2 separate regions of the Drosophila melanogaster genome follow, and region 2 is linked to region 1. Evidence: chromatin contacts called from public Hi-C data. All regions are on one chromosome and are shown on one strand. The core of a region is the stretch at or near the end of the contact, and the rest is flanking DNA. Distances in the headings are between cores, read along the strand shown.

What was found. Hi-C and Micro-C count contacts between places; a contact is called where the count stands out from the background.
Region 2: a contact with region 1 is called in a Hi-C map of the Kc167 cell line, with 1.8 times the contacts expected there. A contact is called at or near these places in 18 of 107 Hi-C or Micro-C datasets (the Clone 8 cell line, the D17-c3 cell line, the Kc167 cell line and 7 more) and 1 of 7 datasets of targeted methods (the Kc167 cell line).

Annotation. Positions count from the first base shown.
Region 1 is chr3R:24,191,083-24,196,279 of dm6, reverse strand. CG6204 reads right to left here and starts at 2,448. Exons shown (of 5, transcript NM_142972.5): 1 at 2,232-2,448; 2 at 1,235-2,169; 3 at 1,007-1,174; 4 at 1-950. The coding sequence starts at 2,379. SMC6 (Structural maintenance of chromosomes 6) reads left to right here and starts at 2,857. Exons shown (of 14, transcript NM_142971.3): 1 at 2,857-2,968; 2 at 3,036-3,298; 3 at 3,356-3,575; 4 at 3,630-3,903; 5 at 3,963-4,089; 6 at 4,157-4,234; 7 at 4,293-4,465; 8 at 4,521-4,918; 9 at 4,975-5,197. The coding sequence starts at 3,047.
Region 2 is chr3R:24,249,475-24,254,671 of dm6, reverse strand. beta-PheRS (Phenylalanyl-tRNA synthetase, beta-subunit) reads left to right here and starts at 1,993. Exons shown (of 5, transcript NM_142980.4): 1 at 1,993-2,176; 2 at 2,251-2,306; 3 at 2,370-2,527; 4 at 2,594-3,939; 5 at 3,997-4,212. The coding sequence starts at 2,119. The coding sequence ends at 4,148. jar (jaguar) reads left to right here. Exons shown (of 17, transcript NM_079754.4): 13 at 1-38; 14 at 548-668; 15 at 727-844; 16 at 908-1,009; 17 at 1,074-1,846. The coding sequence ends at 1,354. It overlaps mask (multiple ankyrin repeats single KH domain), which reads right to left. Exons shown (of 17, transcript NM_176556.2): 17 at 4,424-5,197.

The DNA.
Region 1 (5,197 bases), core at 1,199-3,698:
TCCTTCACTGACTCCGAACAGAGCAGCTCGTCATAAATGCTGGGCACAAGGAGTTCAGAAATACAGGATCGCATGCGGTACTGCAGATTGAGCCGTGAAAATGGCAGCCCCGCCACAATGAGTCGTTCAAAGAGCGAGATCTGTGGTACCTTCCTGCTGCCACTGAAAGGTTGCAGCTGCTTGTGATCGCCGACGAGGATCACGTGCTCTGTGTGCGGCGTTAGGCATGCCACGATGTGTGCCTCCTGGATCTCGGCTGCCTCCTCAAAGAGGACGCACTTTGATTGTAGCAACCTGAACAGAAAGTTATGGCGAGCCGCGCACGTGGTGGTCATGGCCAACAGGTCCTTCTCCCTTGCTAGAAAGAACTGGAAAACCATGCGCAGTGTTTCGATACGCTCGGCAACCTGATTTAGCTTCTCCTGAGCCGCCAGAGTGTCCTGGTAGCTTTCCTCGCTGCCATCAAAGTTTGCGTACAGGCCTTGTAGGTTCCGGAATTTTTCCTTGTACTCACAATTGACTAGCCACCAAATTCGCTTCAGGCGCGGTGGAACCAATTCTGGCTTGATCGTGGTACTCAAATTAAACTTTGATATTTGCGGATCTCGCGACTGATTACCAAAGCGAAGAATTTCTTGGGTGTACCGCGAAATTTTTACCAGGAATTTGTCCAGCGAATTGTTGGTATAGGTCAGCACAATGATGGGTCCCGTGCCCAGGGCTTTAGCATTCTGTATCAAACTGTTAACCAACTGCACTGAAAGGTGTGTTTTTCCGGTGCCTGGAGGTCCTTGAATGATGCTAAACTCCCTGCATAAAGCTTCCTTGAATGCAGTTTTCTGACTCTCATTTAAGTGCAGATCTTCCGGTAGTTTGTCCAGCGTGAAGGGCTTCATATTGAAACTAAGCTTAACTCCTGGTTTCATGTAAGCTGGCGGCGGTATCTCCATCTACATAGTTGAGAATGTATAATCTATTTTAGTTGTTCTCTTACACATTAACTTACCTGGCCGTCTACAATATAGCGACCCATGGGAAACTTCTCTGTGCTGCAGGTGCTCAGGTAATTGTGAACTCTGAGATAAGGCTCGAAAAACACGGGCGCCTGGAACATGATCAGTGGTCGGTTGTAGGCGTTTCCAATATTATACTGCTTGACAATCTGCACACTTAGCTGCGGATGTATGGAAATATTATGAACATTAATCTTTATAATGATTAACACATATCTTACGCAATCCTCCTTTAGTTTTTCTGGCTCAGTGTAGCCAACGGAAGCCAGAATTAAATCATCAAAGGCCAGACTCGTGGTAAGACAGAGCAGAGTCCCAGATTTGATAGAATTCAGCCAAGTCTTATAGGCATTCTTGGATTCTTTAGTAAATTGAACCTTCAAAAAAACAAGGCTATGACGCTGAGCGTTGGCAAACTGTGGATTTAAAGTCAGATGCACATCGGACCACAGAAGGCCCTGTTGCTTCAACTCATCGACATCCGTTCCGCTGCGCAGCTGTTGCACAAACTCAACTAGTGGTGCTAAAAAATCTTCCCTTAGTAAATTTCGCAGTGCATTCACATATTTGACTACTTTGTCGGACACCAAGCCCTCATCCTCTTCTTCATTGGGAGCCTTAGTTGCATCTTTGCCCAGTAACGTCTCCAGCGTTGGATAAATTAGGCCCTTGACGTTATGTGAAAAGTTACCGGTGAATGCTTCAAGACCATCAATCATGTCGCTTTTAAAGGAAGGTGCCAATTTCTTATAAAGTTCCACCAATTCGTAGCCCTGGTGACTAAGGAGGCCATGCTTATGGGCTCGTAGAAGCATCCACTTACTATGGCTTAATATCAGTGCCGACTCCGCATCGCATTTTGCCACAGCGGCTTTGGCCTGCAAAAGATTCTTGATCTTGTCCAGAAGCGCCGTCTGCCGGCTGAATGCGGACAGAAAGACTTCATCGAATCCGCCCAATTCGAGTTCACAGAGCGACCACAGGACATCCACGAACAGGCCAACTCGTTTCACATTGTCAGTGGCCAACACTTGATTCTCGAAGAGATCTCGCTTATCGGACAAAAAGTATAAGAACATGTCGATGGCTGGCATTTTTAAGGCATTTGTTAACTCGGTCAGGGAGAACCGTGTATGTTGCATCACGTACTCCCCCACTGAAATCAAAAAGCTTGATAGTACCAATATTATGGCTGCTTAACCATAAGGTGGTATTTACCCTCAGATGGGGGGCATTTACGCTCAGATGGGGGGCATTCGATGTACTCCTCATTCTTCTGCAGCTCCAGGGACTTCAAGGACTTCTCCAGGCCCTGCAACAGTTTGTTCTCATCCTGGTCAAACCAATCGTCATCTGAACTTGACATGGGGCTTCGTTTTGATTTCTTGGAAATAAATAAATATTTGATTTCGTGGAAATAGCAAATGAAATAGAGGTGGAGAAACATAGATGGATCGAAATATCACAAACATCGATGTTTTTCAAGGAATCATCGACGTTTCTCCACCTCTAAAATGAAATTTCAAAAATTAAAGTGCGCAATTTACAGTGAACATTTCTTATGTGGACCTAAGGTATTTAAAAATAATTAATTAGCCTTAGCATAAATGCAAAACACAAATATGCACCTTATATTTAAATATGTCTTTAAATATTGAGCAATATACAATTGCAGTTTACTCGCATCTATAAACTGTAATTAGTTAAGTATTTTTAAATATAAGGTGGTACATGCCAATGAATTTCTACTGCATTGGCAGAAATCTGTGATTGTTCTGTGACGCTTCAAATCGCATCCGACCTGGTCACACTGCGCCTGGAACGGAATGGAATGGCTGTGGTGTTATTTCGCAAAATTGTTTACGATAGCGCGCTTGAGATTTCTTTTGCACTCTTATTATTGCAATCAACAACAATTACAATAGTACAGGCACATATCTAGGCTAGTAAGCAGAGTAAGTTCAGTCAGTCCAAACCAAGTTGTTTACATTTATATCAGCCCGCGCTTTTTGCCTCGCGTAGAACAAAACCAAATGGAGCGGAGTCGCAGAGGAAGGATTCGGCGGATGCCTTCGCCCGGATCTGAAAGCGATGGCTCAACGGCAGAACCCACTCGCAAGAGGAGCAAACAGCAGTTCGTGGCGGAGGCGGAGCCGGATTTTGTCGAAGAAGAGACAGAGAAATATGCGAACGCGTCTACTTCGCAGACGGCAAGGTCTCGGAACAAGCAGGCGCGCCAAACAACTTTAAACATGTCCCAGCGCTCCGTGAACTTTAATCTGACGGTAGCACTGAGAGATAAACCATTTAGACCCAGTTTATCTAACCCATATTATCCATAGTCAGAGCTATCGATACCGAACGCCTTCGATCGCTGCGGCAAAGTAATTTCCATGCGTCTCACGAACTTCATGTGCCACTCCAATCTGTTTATTGAGTTTGGGCCCAATATTAACTTCCTGGTTGGCAATAATGGCAGTGGCAAGAGCGCTGTAATCACGGCACTGGCTTTGGGTCTGACCAGCAGCGCTAGGGCAACCAACAGGGCCAGCAGTATACAGAGTAGGTAGGAGAAAGGGCAATACAAATCAGGCAATTATGATATATGCATTTCAGAGTTAATCAAGAACGGCGAAGTTAGTGCCACCATCTCCATAACACTGTCCAATTCGGGATTGCGGCCCTTCAAAGCGGACATCTTCGGGCCCCACCTTACCGTGGTGCGTCAAATACGCCACTCCTCCTCGACGTACGATCTTCAGGACGCTCGAGGTAAAAGCGTCTCGAAGAAAGTGTCCGATATTAGGCGCATGCTGCTCTGCTTCGGCATCAATGTGGAGAATCCGATTTTTGTGCTGAATCAGGAGGCGGCGAGGGAGTTTCTAAAAGAGTAAGAAGATTTGCAATAGCCTTCAGACATGCCTCTTAAGCATGTTTTATTGTTTACAGATTGGAGCCAGCATCGAATTACAAACTGTTGATGAAAGCAACTCAACTGGATGTTTGCACCAGCAGTCTAACTGAGTGCCATGCCCTGCGACGTCATTTCACCCAAGAACTGGAACAATTGGAAAAGGTGGAAATAGTTTAACATTTAATATTTCCTGTCTCTACATATGTTTTTTGTTGTTTTAATTTAACAGAAAAAAGAAATGATGATAAAGCACATTGCCGCGGAGGAGGAAAAGCTGTCGATTCTTGAGGATAAGGAAATGGTCAAGGTAGGAAATTTAACTTCTTGTAATCACGGTAACACCTAACATCGCTATACTTAATCAGGAAAACCTACAGCAGTGCAAAACAAAGCTGGCATGGATGGCCGTGACTAGTTACCAAAATGAGCTCAATAATCTAGAGCATTCAATTAAACTGATTGAAAACAAGAAGGCCAGTCTGGAGCAGACAACATCCAAAAAGGAGAGTACGCAAGCCACCATGAACCAAAAATTGAAGTAAGATTACTAAATAATACAATAATCATATACAATCATTTTATTTTGTCATCAGAGAGTTTGAGGCTTCTAAAAATCAAATATTAGCAACCCAAAAGTTCCAGGATGAAAGGCTTAAAACCGCTAAGAAAGCAGTACAGGATCTGCTTCTAGAAGCCAGCCAAGTCAAAGCCAAGATAGGGAACGCAGAACGGCGCATGCGAGAGGATCAGCGTTCGTATGATGAATGTGAAAAGCTGATAGGAAACTATCATGCCGACTTTAATCGGGTTAATGAGCAGCGGGAAGAAAACGCTAACAAGATTGAGATGTTAAAGAAACAAGTAGTCAAAAGCGAGGAGATCATCGCCCAGTTGCGAGCAGAGCAGCAGGAGATTAAACGAGATATAACCTCAGTCCAGGAAAGGTTGGACGCTGTAAAAAATGGAAGAATACAGCTGCATAAATCAAAGCGTGAGTGGATATCTTCTTTCTAATAGAATCTATTATATATTTTTCAATTTCTACAGAAAACATCAGTTGGGAGATAGAAGCTCTGTCCCGTAACAAGTCCAACAAACTGTCCGTGTACGGTGAGCAAACAATACAGGTTGTTCATGCACTGCGAACTCAGTATGCCGGCTCCAATATGCATAGAATGCCTCGCGGCCCGCTGGGCCAGTATATCAGTGCGCCCAATCCAAAGTACCGCGACCTCATCGAGAACCAGCTCATGCACTGCCTGCGTTCCTT
Region 2 (5,197 bases), core at 744-3,243, 59 kb before region 1:
AATGACGCGTCTCCCATGGGCCCAAACAAATTGATCAGGTATAGCACGCTTTATGAATTACCTATGTCTACCACTCTTGTAAATTTTGTCAATCTTTTCTTGCTTTCCCAAAAACACTAATTGGATAATGAATGAATACCATAAAAAAAAAAAAAACAAATCAACAAACAATTCTTTATTACTACTTTTTAACTTCTTTACTTTCTGTATATTTTTGAACAAGTTTTTCACAAGTTGTGTCAAACATTGCTTCGCGGTACTTGAATAAGTGAGTTGGTGCTGGTTTTGAAAACATTTCATACTAACTAAATTACTAACACCTAAAGTAATAAGCTCGTGCCCACTAATTCAAATCATCTGTAGCCTATACTACTACTAGCAAACTCCCATTGGCTTTTAGTTGTTGCCTTTCGATTCTCCTACTTATATTTGATGCCATCAATGACTCACTTTGTTTGCTTGCGCTGAATATATACATATGTACATATCTTTGTAAAAAGAATTTAATTGAAAATGATGCTAATTGTTCTTGCGATTCCTGTGCCAGATCCGAAAATGTTCGAGCCCAACAACAGGCCCTGGGCAAGCAGAAGTACGACTTGTCCAAGTGGAAGTACTCGGAGCTGCGTGATGCTATCAACACGTCCTGTGATATTGAGCTGCTGGAGGTAAGTCTTCAAAAGGAATTGCTCACTTAACACTTGGATTAATCCCATGATTTTGCAGGCCTGCCGTCAGGAGTTCCATCGCCGCTTGAAGGTGTACCACGCCTGGAAGGCAAAGAACCGCAAGCGCACCACCATGGATGAAAACGAGCGTGCGCCACGCAGCGTTATGGAAGCTGGTAAGTAAATAGCACTGAAATCTATATTTTATTTTATAATCCTATCAACCATATCGATTGCAGCCTTCAAGCAGCCGCCTTTGGTTCAGCCAATCCAGGAGATTGTGACCGCCCAGCATCGCTACTTCCGGATTCCCTTCATGCGAGCCAATGCGCCGGACAACAGTGAGTGTTCGCCGCGACTATAAAATAATGAAATATTCAAAGTTTAATGATAAATCCCCTGCAGCCAAGCGCGGCCTGTGGTATGCCCACTTTGATGGCCAGTGGATCGCACGCCAGATGGAACTGCATGCGGACAAGCCGCCAATTCTACTGGTAGCCGGAACGGACGACATGCAGATGTGCGAACTGAGCCTGGAGGAGACGGGTCTGACGCGCAAGCGCGGCGCCGAGATCCTGGAGCACGAGTTCAATCGCGAATGGGAGCGCAACGGGGGCAAGGCTTATAAGAATTTGGGTGCGGCAAAACCGAATGGGCCGGCTGCAGCAATGCAGAAACAACAGTAGACCCCCAATACGACAAACAGGCACTGCATTGATCAAATACGTTGCCGTTTCGATGGTCAATAGGTCAAAATTGGTAACTAACGAAACTCGAAAATAAGTTTTTGTCAGTCAAATTTTACGGAAAGCGACCACGTCCATAAAACATTTTTAGTAAATATAACTATATTTGATTAGAAATGTGTATCCTTTAATTTGGATTCCGATCCCATTTGCCCAATCATTTTGTGCGCGCCCGGACTGTTTTTGGGGGCCTTATACACTTAGCTATACAAATATATATCTCTAATTAAGTGAATCTTATGATGTAAAAGGAAACGGCAAGTTGTATTTAGTATTTAACTAATTACCATTTAAATTGTGTATTTAGTTCACTGCGATGTATTTACATAATTGAATATATATATATATATATTTTACAGTATTTTAAAAATAAATATTTGAAGTGAATATTTGAATCAAAATGAAATATGAAATATATGAGAACTTAAACGTAACTCAAAATTACCCCTGAGCTTAGTGTGAACGAGTCGATTTATTTAGTTTTCATCAATCTCTTAGTGTGCACAATCTATTTTATGGAAAATAGTGTGACCCTCCTGCATAAGTCAGGGTGACCATCAAAACATCGCCCATGCGATAGTACTGCAAAATAAGGTCACCATAAATTGGCAACACTGGCACCGGTCTGAAATAAGCCAATTTGTGTTTAAGCCCATTTATCTGTGTTAAAAGCCAGCTCGGGACTAACAGGTGATTCATTCAATATGCCCACCATTGGAGTTAAACGTGATCTGCTCTTCGAGGCGCTCGGCAAGACGTACAGTGAGTTTGAAAAGTCCACGTGTAATCACGTTTTCATCGCTTGGAGCTCCCTAATATTTACCTCTTTCCCGTAGCCGATGATGAGTTCCAGGATCTCTGCTTTGCCTTCGGGTTGGAGCTGGACGAAGTGGTAGGTGCTGCTGACTAATAAAGAGTACAAACATGTTAAAATCCCGTGAAATAATGCCCACAGACCACGGAGAAGCAGATGCTGACCAAGGAACAGGGCGATGTGGCAGCGGCGGCCAATGCCAGCGAGGAGATCATATACAGAATCGACATACCCGCCAATCGGTATGATCTGCTCTGTTTAGAGGGCTTGGTCACGGGTCTGCTGGTATTCCAGGGAAAGTAAGTTCGATGCATCGCTTTCCTATTAATGGAACTATGCTACAGGATGGAACTATGCCCTTTCAGACTCAAGCCCCCTAAGTTCCAGTTTGTGGAGCTGGCCAAGAGGCAGGTGCTGAAGATTGACCCTTCGACGGCGCAGATCCGTCCGTACGCTGTGGCCGCTGTGCTCCGGAACGTGACTTTTACGCAGGCCTCCTACAACAGCTTCATCGATCTGCAGGACAAGCTGCATCAGAACATCTGCCGGAAGCGTACTCTGGTGGCTATCGGAACGCACGATCTGGACACCCTACAGGGACCCTTCAGTTACGAGGCTCTGGCGCCGGATCAAATCAAGTTCAAACCACTTAACCAAACCAAGGAGATGACTGGCAGCGAGCTCATGGACTTCTATTCCACGCATGCGCAGCTGAAGCAATATCTGCCAATCATTCGGGAATCACCGGTTTATCCAGTGATCTACGATGCCAACCGTGTGGTGCTTTCACTGCCGCCCATCATCAACGGTGATCATTCCAAGATTACGCTGAAGACCAAGAACGTATTCATCGAGTGCACGGCCACGGATAGAACGAAGGCAAAAGTGGTGCTGGACACCATTGTGTGCCTCTTTTCCGAGCACTGCGCCCAGAAGTTTACCGTGGAGCCGTGCGATGTGGTGCAACCCGATGGCAGTGTGATCTCCTATCCGGAACTGGAGGTGCGCGAGGAGAGGATATCGGTAAAGCGCGCCAATGCCTATATTGGCATCGATGAGCCGGCGGAAAAGCTCGCAGATATGCTGACGCGCATGTATCTGGAGGCCAAGGTCGATGGCGACTCGCTGGTGGTTAAGATCCCGCCCACACGGCACGACGTCATCCACGCGTGCGACATCTACGAGGACGTGGCTATTGCCTACGGCTACAACAACATTAAGAAGTCCCTGCCTGCATTCATGCAAATTGCCAAGCAATTCCCACTTAACAAACTGACCGAACAACTGCGCGAACAGGTGGCCCAGGCGGGCTTCACCGAGGCGCTGACCTTTACGCTCTGCTCACGGGATGACATTGGGCGCAAGCTGAACAAGAACATCGACGCCTTGCCGGCCGTGCACATAGGCAATCCCAAGACCCTGGAGTTCCAAGTAGTGCGCACGACCCTATTGCCCGGTCTCCTCAAGACGCTGGTGGCCAATCGCAAGATGCCGCTACCCCTGAAGCTCTTCGAGATCAGCGACGTGGTGGTTGCGGATGAGAGCACGGAAGTTGGTGCTCGCAATGAGCGAAGGGTGTGTGCTGTAAACTGCAATAAGACCGCTGGTTTCGAGGTGGTTCACGGCCTGCTAGATCGCGTGATGCAATTGCTCTCTGTGCCCTGGAAATCGGCCAGCGGGACCAAGGGCTATTACCTTCAGGCCACCGAGGGTAAGTTGTCGAAGAGTTCTTGTGATTTTGAGTTACCCATGTTCCATTTCATTTCAGATCCCAGCTACTTCCCCGGTCGCTGTGCTAATGTAATGTACGACGGTGTTGTCATCGGCAAGATTGGGGTTTTGCATCCCACAGTGCTGCAAGCCTTCGAGCTGACCACGCCTTGTTCGGCGGTGGAATTCACCATTGAGCCTTTCGTCTAAAAGATTTGCAAAATGTTCAACATTGTCTAAAAGTTCACAAATAAATTATCACAAATTAATAAATAATGCCAAGGTTTTGTTATTTATGAAAGCCGAAACCCCAAGCCAGTTCAAACAAAACAATTTGTTGTTATTTTTTATTTATGCTGTTTAATGTTCTCTTTTATATTTTTCCTTCAATACAATAATAATAATTATAAGAGTAATAATAATCCGTAGTATACTCATATAGTATGTGTGTATTTAATATATGTAGTTTTTTGTTTTTCTTGTTTGCATTTTTTTTTTTTGTTTTCATACTTTTCATATTTGAAGTATATTTATATTAATTTTTAAATTAATAAATCTATGTGAATTTAATTTCTTTCGCTTGAAAAAAATTCTATATTTATTCAGTATGCTTTTGTATTTTTCATTTTTATTCCCATCGTTTTGTTTGCGTTTCAATCAAGGATCTCATAATCAATCATCTCATAACGGCTGTATGTCCTCAGATATTCGGTTGTATCTTTTTGTTAATCAACAAAATCGAATAAACTTCCTGTCGGGCATATCGGGCATGTGTTTGGGTTTAGGTGTTTGTGTATGTGGTATATATATTTCTCGTAATTTGTTGTATCAAATAACTTAAACAAACATCTCCACATTCTCATTACATTATTTGCTTGCAGCTAAAACATTGAAAAATAGAAAAAAAGTAGTTTCATGCTTCACTTATATTATCATTTATTTCGTATTTTCATATTCATCATTATCATCGATAAAGTATATCTTGCAATAACCATCGAATTTGTTGTGTTTCTGTGTGTCATTAGATTATGCGTGGGTTCTCTAAGCATTATATATCATCATCTCAAGCAACATTATCGTTCTCCTCTAGAATTTTACAAAGCAATTGCATGACGACCCCCCCACACCTTTGACTGGTGTCCCGGGCTTCGGATTTCACTCGTGCCGACTGGAGGATCAGGCAAGAAGGGTTTTTGTTAAGGTTTATCAAGTGTTTTTACATATCTTCGTTAGTTTCACGTTCCGCTCGCGTTCATCGG